3 separate regions of the Zea mays genome follow, and all the other regions are linked to region 1. The links are chromatin contacts, called in public Hi-C maps. All regions are on one chromosome and are shown on one strand. Each heading gives the region's core, a stretch centred on a gene start, on an enhancer-like site or on the middle of the called end of the contact. The rest is flanking DNA. Distances are from core to core; before and after follow the strand shown. Region 1 has its middle 19 kb from the start of LOC103643872. Region 2 holds the start of LOC100282654 (protein binding protein). Region 3 holds the start of LOC103643866 (protein OPAQUE10-like).

The links. Hi-C and Micro-C count contacts between places; a contact is called where the count stands out from the background.
Region 2: a contact with region 1 is called in a Hi-C map of tassel, with 2.0 times the contacts expected there. The contact joins the promoter of LOC100282654 here to the enhancer-like site in region 1. A contact is called at or near these places in 2 of 25 Hi-C or Micro-C datasets (ear and tassel).
Region 3: a contact with region 1 is called in a Hi-C map of tassel, with 3 times the contacts expected there. The contact joins the promoter of LOC103643866 here to the enhancer-like site in region 1. A contact is called at or near these places in 3 of 25 Hi-C or Micro-C datasets (ear, leaf and tassel).

Annotation. Positions count from the first base shown.
Region 1 is chr1:272,016,440-272,019,343 of Zm-B73-REFERENCE-NAM-5.0, reverse strand. No RefSeq gene overlaps it. Among protein-coding and RNA genes, the nearest start is that of LOC103643872, 19 kb to the left of the region's middle. Within about 2 kb of position 1,478, at least 20 of the 20 cell types and tissues checked have an H3K27ac peak or open chromatin away from gene starts, as enhancers often do. A contact at or near this core is called in ear, leaf and tassel, where this site is marked.
Region 2 is chr1:272,502,919-272,505,822 of Zm-B73-REFERENCE-NAM-5.0, reverse strand. LOC100282654 (protein binding protein) reads left to right here and starts at 1,545. Exons shown (of 14, transcript NM_001155562.2): 1 at 1,545-1,978; 2 at 2,585-2,675; 3 at 2,782-2,866. The coding sequence starts at 1,845.
Region 3 is chr1:271,548,720-271,551,623 of Zm-B73-REFERENCE-NAM-5.0, reverse strand. LOC103643866 (protein OPAQUE10-like) reads left to right here and starts at 1,355. Exons shown (of 8, transcript NM_001358048.1): 1 at 1,355-1,723. The coding sequence starts at 1,517.

The DNA of each region.
Region 1 (2,904 bases), core at 229-2,728:
TTGATAAGACTATGGATGAGACTTTTGTGATGTAATTGATGAGACTATGGATTTAAATATTGTTATGTGATTGTGTGTGAGATATTTTATGTGAAAATATGTTGTGCTATATATCTGTTGATATATTTATTATGTTGTGGAATCTGGTGTAAAATAAAAATAAACAACATTTGTAATGCTGGTCAAATTAACTTCCTAAAGGCTTATTAAGTCGTAGGAAGTTAGCCAGTGCTACAGTCAGAAGTTAGCCAGCTAACTTCCTAGGGGCTACAGTAAGCCGTAGGAAGTTAGTCACGCTGCAGTCAGCCGTAGGAAGTTACTTGTAGGAAGTTAGTCAGCTGACGGCGCTGACGGCGTGAAGCTACTAACTTCTGAGAATCTACTAACTTCCGAGAGGCTTTTTGGCTGTAGGAAGTTAGCTAACTTCCTAGAGGCCTATAGGAAGTTAAGCTAACTTCCGAGAGTTTAGGTAACTTCCTATAGTTTAGACCTAATTTTTTAGGGTTTAGACTCTATGAAGTTTACTATTTTGGTGTAGTGTCACTCACGCCTTAGGTAGCCTACGGGCTACGGTGGTGAGGCCAGCTTGCTAAAGTTCTTGGGTAGACAAAGGTTTTCTCTAGACAAAAGAGGGATCGAAAATATATATATGTTGAGACTTTCAATTCTACTACCATTTCTACGTATAATTTTAGGCTTTTTAGCCTTTAAATGTGGGGAGCAAAAACAGAGGTGAACGGAAGGGAAGAATCAGCGCTGAGCGGCAGCACCTGATCTATGCAAAAGTTGCAAGCCGTTGGGCTGGCGGTCCAAATATTTCCTGCTGCCGCACAGCCGGCGCTAGCCGCGCTCTAGGCTCCGGCGTCCGAGGCCACACAGACACAGTCAACAACACGCGCATGCCTCAGAGCCGCATAGATGGACCGATCGATCGAGTTCTGAACTCCGAAATAACTCGGCGATAGTACAAGGCAACGGTGGCAGTGGCACGCACGGCAACGGCAACCCGATGGAAGGCCTTTATTTGGCACCGGCGTGCACGCCGCGCGCCGAACCACTGTTGGAGCGCCCTGCCGCGAGCATGCAGGTGCAGCGTGCAGCACCTGTGGCATTGCCCTTCCCCGTTGCAGCACAGTGTTCTGCTTGGGTTGCCAGTTGCATTTCTCCATGCCGTCCCCGGTCGGCTTCTCGAGCCCTGTGCATGGATGCAAGCAGGAGCAGCAAGCGGCAGCCGCAGCTCGTCTGCGACCGTGAGCTAGCCTGCAGCAGCGGCCAAGCCAAGGCGGCGGCAGGTTCTTGCTACAGAAGGCTAGAGGCTACTCTTGCCGCACGCTCCAACTACGCCGAGACGTACGTGCGTGTTGTTGTTGCCCGGTCACGTACACGCACTATTTGCTCAGGCCATCTCGTCTGTCCTCCGGCCGCCAGCTAGGAAGCGCCAAGCCGTACGGTGGAGTATATCTCCAAAAGGAATGGTGAATCCGCCGAGCCGGGACTGCGCAAAGGATCGCCAAAGTCGCGTCATCACAGCCGTCGAGGTAGTTGTCGGGTGCGGCCGCGTCAAGCCCTCTCTCAATCCGTATTAATCCCCTCCAATCCATATAGATTAAAAATAACCGAACAGGCCTTTAATAGAAGATAATAGAAGAGCTATGTGCAGCGCCTGATGTGCTGTGCACGCCGGACGGGATGGCGATCCACTTGTTGCAGTGCTTCTCGCTCGTGCGTTGAACTGAACGCACGCACTGCCGGCGCCGAGGCGCGAGGACCTGTGAGATGCATGTTGTTGTGCAGGGGACGAAGTTTTCGAGAGCGTGTCGTGAATCACGCAGATCGGCTTGCAGTGCTCAGTTGCGCACCTACTATTGAACTGTAGTACTACCAGCTGATAGTTGCAACGCTGCACATTGAAGGTGGGCGTAATTTGCCGGAAGATGGACCACATGGGCTGTGCCACTGGCCCAGCGGGCTGACATAGCCCATCCCAACGTTTGAGTCAAATAGCTCACCTAGCGCAAGGTCAATAATTACTCAGTCGTCGAAAATATAAGTCCAATGTGTATCGTACTATCGTGCCGAAGCCAGACTATCATGCTTCATCACATGGAAGTGTAATTAAGAGGAGAGAGAAACTTTCATGGACATGACTGTAACTTGACGAAATGCGTCAGGCACCGGTGGACAAAAGAATTTAATGAACATGTTTTCTATGATCTGGAACTGAACATAAAAAGTGTTTTTTTCTCGTTGATGGGGTCTCCGAATTATGACGAGTGAATTTGAGTTCTCTTTAGGGCTGAGCATTCGGTTTTATTGGTTATTCGGTGCGGATTATTCGGTGTTAAAAAAAGTTTGGTGCTTGGAAAATGGAAACCAAGCTTTTTGTTTAGAAATAAAAACCGCACAATTTAGTGTTCGGTTTTTCTGGTTTCGTTTTGGTACTACCACAATCACCAAACAAGTAGCAAATTAAAACTACAAACATAAAATTGCCTAAAAAACATATTAATAGTTCATCAACAAGTACTTAATAAAACTGCATAAACAATCTAGTGTCGAATAAGAGTAACTAACTCATAGTTCTTAAAAATTAAAATGATATGAGTCTAGGGTTTAGGACCTTATATGAGTTGTTTGTTGGGCATCAAGGTAGGTTTGCTAAATTTCGGTTTTTGCTGTGCGAATATTGGAAACCGCACCAAACACCAAATAGAGCTAAAATCTAAACCACGCCAAACATCAAAAATCAAATATACCACAAATTTCGGTGTATGGTGTACGGTTCGAACGATGTTTGATAATTTTTTGCCCACCCCTAGTTCTCTTCGCAAAACTCCGCCACAACGCACGTGGATTTTTTGCGCCGCCGCTGCTGAGCGTGGCAGGCTTGGCAATCAAACACAC
Region 2 (2,904 bases), core at 296-2,795, 490 kb before region 1:
ACACACAATACTTAAAGATGCACTTATTTTAGTTATATATAATAGTAGTATAGTTATATATGTGTAGTAGTAATAATAATAATAATAATAAAGATATATCATTGCACTAAAAATAGAAAAGTAATTAGGGTTATGTTATTTCATATCTTTAAAGACGCACTTATTTTATTTTAGGATAAATTTCTAACTCTAAAATATCACTCAATTAATGGAGGGAGTACACATTTACCAATGTTTTTTTTTTGACTTTCGCATTTACCAATGTTATTACCTGTATATTTTCCCAATTATATTTTGGGACATTTGCAGCTACGGAACGGACCCACCAAATCCGTTGTTGACCTGCGTCTCGGCAGGCCGGCTGCGTCGTCGGCCCGGTCCCCGCGCCGCGGTGCGGGCGATCCTCCGTCTCGGCGAGTCGGTGTAGGGCGGGATGACGGTGGGACGCGGGGCGGGGAGAGGAACGTGGCGGGAGGATCCGAGAGTGTGCCGTGCAAGCAACCGCCAAAACGGGGCCGGACGATGGGGGCCGCGGGCGGAGCCACCAAGTCGCAGAAAAAAATTCTCCTACACTTAGCGCCGTCTAGTTTGATGAACTAAAGATTAGTTATCCATTTTAGTTACATTTAGTCATTAAATTATCAAATTATGAGATTAAAATATGGACTAAATTGTTTTATAATCTAGTCGCTTATGGTATGTTTGGTTGGAGGTATAAGGAGGAATGAAGTGAGCGACCACAATTTTATAGTGTTTGAATGAGAGTCACATGAGAGCAAGCTAAACACCGAAATAATTTTTAGTGACAGCGTGATACCAAAAAATCGAGAGGACGGTATCTGTCCCGCTTCATTCTACTTTAACCTCAAACTAAACACATTAAAGGATGACTAAAAGGGACTAAACTATATAGATTCTACCTTTTGACCTCCTTTATTTCAGTTACACTAACGGCGAGAAAACACTAAGAATATTTAGGTTTTTTTATGATTTATTTAATACATTTTGAATAGTTTTAGTCTATAGAACTATACAGAGTAGATAATAACTTAGTCCCTCAATTAAACCAAAAAGGACCTGATACCGAGCAGAAAAAAAATCCAGCTCGTCGGCTTCTCAGGCTATCCGCAACCGTTACCCCTAAATTTTTCCCCCTATATCACTTTTTCCCCCTATTTTCCCCCCTATTTTTTCATCTCCCGCAGCGGTTCCCCCTAAATACTCCCCCTATACCCCACTACCACTATAAAATATCATTTTCTATATCAACTATCAATTTTTTATCTACTAACAATTACTCGTGGACCCACAGCACAGTGTTTAGGGTGATGAACAGTGACACGCTAGATCTAGGGGAGAGAGAAGGGGACCGACACGTAGGGGGCGCTGTAGGGGGCACCGCTGCGGCCATAGGGTGCCCCCTACGCGCCGCATGCAAGGGGAGAGGGCAGCGTTGCGGTCAGTCTCAAACACCAGGCGCGCGTTGTTGGCCCCCGGGACCCGATCCCTCTCCTTCTCTCCTTCTCTGACCCGACCCGACCAATCCAATCCATCCCCTCTCCATCTCCCATGACCATGAACAGCGGCTCGGCAATATACTACTGCTAGGTTATGCTACTCCATTACGAAAAAGCGCAGAGAGAACGCAGAATGGAATCGTCGCTCTTATCATACTCCATGACTCCATCACTAGACTAGAGAGAGAAACCCTTGTACCCTTTGTTCTGTTTATCCCCCATTTCTCCGAGTCACCCACCCATCGCCGAACTTCGAGTCCAAGGAAGCGGAGCCACCGGAGAAGGGGATATTTGCCTTTCCCGTCGGGGGTCTAGGGAGCAGGAGAGATGCAGCGGCGGCGGGGGCACACGTGGGCGGGGGTGGGGAAGACGGCCCAGGCGGCGTCGGCGCACGCCGCGCTCTTCTGCTTCACTCTCCTCCTCGCGCTCAGGGTCGACGGACGCACCACATACTCCTGGTGGTACGCGCTCTAAACACTAACCTCCCCGTCCCCTCCCACCTGGCTTTCGTCCCTCCCCCTCCGCTTCGATTCGATCTAATTAGTTTTGTTTCAGCGAGGGGAGGGGCTTCGAGTTATTGGACAGCGTTCTGATTTGAGGGGACCGGGGGAGAGCGTCTTTCTTGCGATGCAGATGTAGTTTTGGAATTGGCGGATTCGTATGCTCGTTTTTTTTTGCGTGTTGCGTGCGTTTCAGGGTTGGCTCTTGGCTGCTGGTAGCTGGTGCTGGATAATCTGCTCCGCCGACGTGTAATTCAGCTACATGTCTGGGGCTCAGATGAATGTTGAGAGCTGCTGGTAGTTCTCAATTGATGCTTATCAATGACCCCATCTATAACCGAGCTGATGCTGGCCAGCCGCCGGCATTTCCTCACTTGGTGTTGTGCTAGGATAATAGACAGCAGATTTTATGCCTTTAAGCACTGTTCTGATACGCCAAACGCAACGATAAAACCTTGTAGCTAGAATTAGGTAATACCGAATTATGGATTGCTTTATGACAAATACTATAAGTTGACAATGGTAAAGCCGATACAAATTGCTAATGATGCTACTTTGATCATGTAGGATAATATTCATTCCACTATGGCTCTTTCATGGTATTGTTGCGCGTGGAAGGTTTTCAATGCCTGCCCCTTCATTACCTCATGGCCGTCATGTGAGATTTACAGTGGCTCGTCTATTAAACCTGACCTTTTTACTGTTTGCATTACCATTGCTCATTTTGCATCCAGTTAGCCTGATATGTTTCTTTTTGCTTGCAGTGGGCACCATGTCATTCGATTGTTGCAGCGCCTTTACTAATTGCGTTCGAGCTGCTTCTCTGCATATATCTTGAAAGCATAAGAGGTAGGGTCAGAATCCATTGGGTAACAAAACCTGTCTAG
Region 3 (2,904 bases), core at 106-2,605, 470 kb after region 1:
TTAGGGCCCCACGAAATTCTCGTGGTCCGTCGGCTTGGTTCTATTGTTTTTTTTCACGAGTTGAGCACTTTTAACATTCTAGCTCGATTCGTTAACCAGCTAGCTCACGAATTAAACGAGCTACCACATTTTAGAAAAAGGAACTATATGCATATTATTTACATAATAATTGATTAACTATATCTATACATTAAATTTGTCTATGCAAATATAACTGTGGGTTAAACTGTTGAACATGTATATTAATTGTGAATTGATGAGTGATGAATTATGTTAATTTGGTATTACATTGACGTGGTCTGTGAAACTATGAGTATAATTATTATTTTCTATTGTTAAATTAGTTTAAAATTAACTAGAAATTGATTATTATATATATATATATATATATATATATATATATATATATATATATATATATATATATATATATATATATATATATATATATATATATATATATATATATATATATATATATATAATCTCTGTCTCACGAGGTAAACGAGCCAACTCGAGCTAATAAACGAGTCGACTCTGTGGCTTGTTAGCTTAACGAGCCAAACCGAGTCAACTTGAACTATGACGAAATATCCAACCGTATCTCCAAGAATGCTTTTTGAAAAAAAAACGCTTCAAAAACTTATTTGGCTTTGTCCCCAATAAAACATGTGTTCGGTAATCGGTATTACCATATGTCACCAGCCTAAATTTATCCTATAGAAGCACCAGTCTAGATTTACGATCGTCTCATTTAACCTGTGAACGCCTTTGGCCATTCTAGTAAGGCAAGGCAGCCCAAGCCACTCCTTGCTAGTCCTGATCGCCTGGGTGGCGGGATGCTTCTCTTTTGTGATTTGAGCGTGGTAGCCAGCCGATGATTTAAATCTATATAGACAAACACACACCGCTCAATAATTTCGTAAGGAACTCGTCTTCTCCTTTCAAGGCGTCGTTGTGTAGCGCAAATGCGCAAAATCCCGTACGCGAGTGCCCCCCGGCCACACGAACCGGATGGCGCATCGGACGCCCACGGTTCGGGCGCGGTCCCTTTCGTCCTGCGTTTTTGTCCGGTTCAGCTCCTGAATGGCTGAATCCCACTCCCGCGAGTCACTCGTGTGCCGCTCGCTGACTGCCCACGTTACGGCCACGCTAGTCCGCGTCGGCGTCGCTGCACCTGCACACGGCAAATGCCGCTTGGCTCGACCCGGAGAATTTACGCGCCCCGCCCTCTGGCCCCTCGGTCTCGGCACCCGCAAACGGGAAAAATCCAATCATGTCCTCGTCGTTCGCCGCGAGAAAAACGCGCCAGTAAATGCGCGCAGGTGCAGCAGCGGCAGCGCCGCGCTCATTCCGGCGCAGCACGCGACACGCGGCTTCTGCCTCGCCTCCACGGCTGCAGCCCGCGCCGCCCACCCCAGGCGCGCGCGCACGCAAACGGCAACGCGTGCTCACGCATCCTCCTCCTCCCGCCGCTGAAGTGGAGTAGCCGAGTAGCAAACTACGGCACACGGCCATGAGCTTGCACGCCGCGCGCGGCGGGCCGCACGAGGATCTGAGCTGGAGCGCCATCGGGCGGCGGGCACCCCGTGACGTGGTGACATTCGGTGATCGAGAAGGAGGCGGCGGGATGAGGAGTGCGCAGCAGGGGCCGGGGGCGGTGCGGGTGGACGAGGCGTCGTCCGCGTCCACCTTCCGTGAGCTCGACGAGGCCTTCCTGCAGGTGAGGTCCGATCCCGAAGCTTTTCTGTTCGGTTGGGGCTCTTGGGGGAACAGGGAGCTAATGGAACAGTGAGTGAGTGTGCTTGCTTGGACCTCCGACCCCCTCGCGGTTTGGTGGAGTGGCTTCCGCCGTGCCTGCTGTTGAGGTGATGGACGCCGTCCTGTATTGGTGCCAGATTATCCAGTGGTTCTTGTCATGAAGGTTCATACGACCCGTTCCCTGTGGCGCTCTTGATTCATCGGGGTTCGCACGCCAGACATCATACCAGAATCCCTTGTCGATGAATTCGATTTTTCTTGCATTACCGAGTAGATAAGATGGCAACATGAACTAAAGAGTCGCCGATTAATTTCTTTGTCGTTACGGTTGCATATGGGTTCAGTTTGGCTGGTTCGTGGTGTCCGGACTCCGGACTTTGTTAGACTGTTGAGTAGAGTACTACTATGGTGCTGTTAAAACTGATGTTTTCCAGATCGATCAGTGGGTAGTAGACTTTCTTTTATAGCTATTTTGCCATTTTTAGTCGTGGTTAATGTCAAAAATGGCATGTGCTTGCTGGACCATTTCTCCGTGTCAACAGAATTAGTAGAATATCACATCGGTGATCCAATCTCTTCCTGACAAAGTTAAGATAAGGGCATGGCAAATGGTCCTTGCTGAGTATAGCTACTTCAATACTACAGGAGACATTGGCCAGTGTAATTTCATTCTCCAAGATGCCTTGGTTTCTCAAAAAAGTATCTGCATTCGTGCATTAAACTCATGTGAGTAAAGATGGCATATACATGCCATTAAATCTGTTAAGTTTTGTTAAAACACAATACAACCTAGTGAGGTATAGCCAATTCAATTGCTATGGTTTATAAATAAGATGCAGTGTATATACAATTATTCCGAGTTACAGCGAAAGAGCTTCTAGCTGAGTTGGCTAGGTGGTCTGAGTAGTACTTCTCAGATCCTGAGTTTAAGTTCCCGTGGGTGCGAATTTAAATCCACTCGTTTGTACCACGACAAAGCACATGAGGTTTTCTCGACCTGTGCGAGAATGTTTTTTTCTTAATACAATGCCCGAGAACTGTATTACTCATATTCTTAGGATGTATAGTGTTTGCTTTCTCCTTTTTGTTGACACTGTCCTTGATTTGGAATGATAAAACATTTTGTTAGTTTTTGTTTCAAAA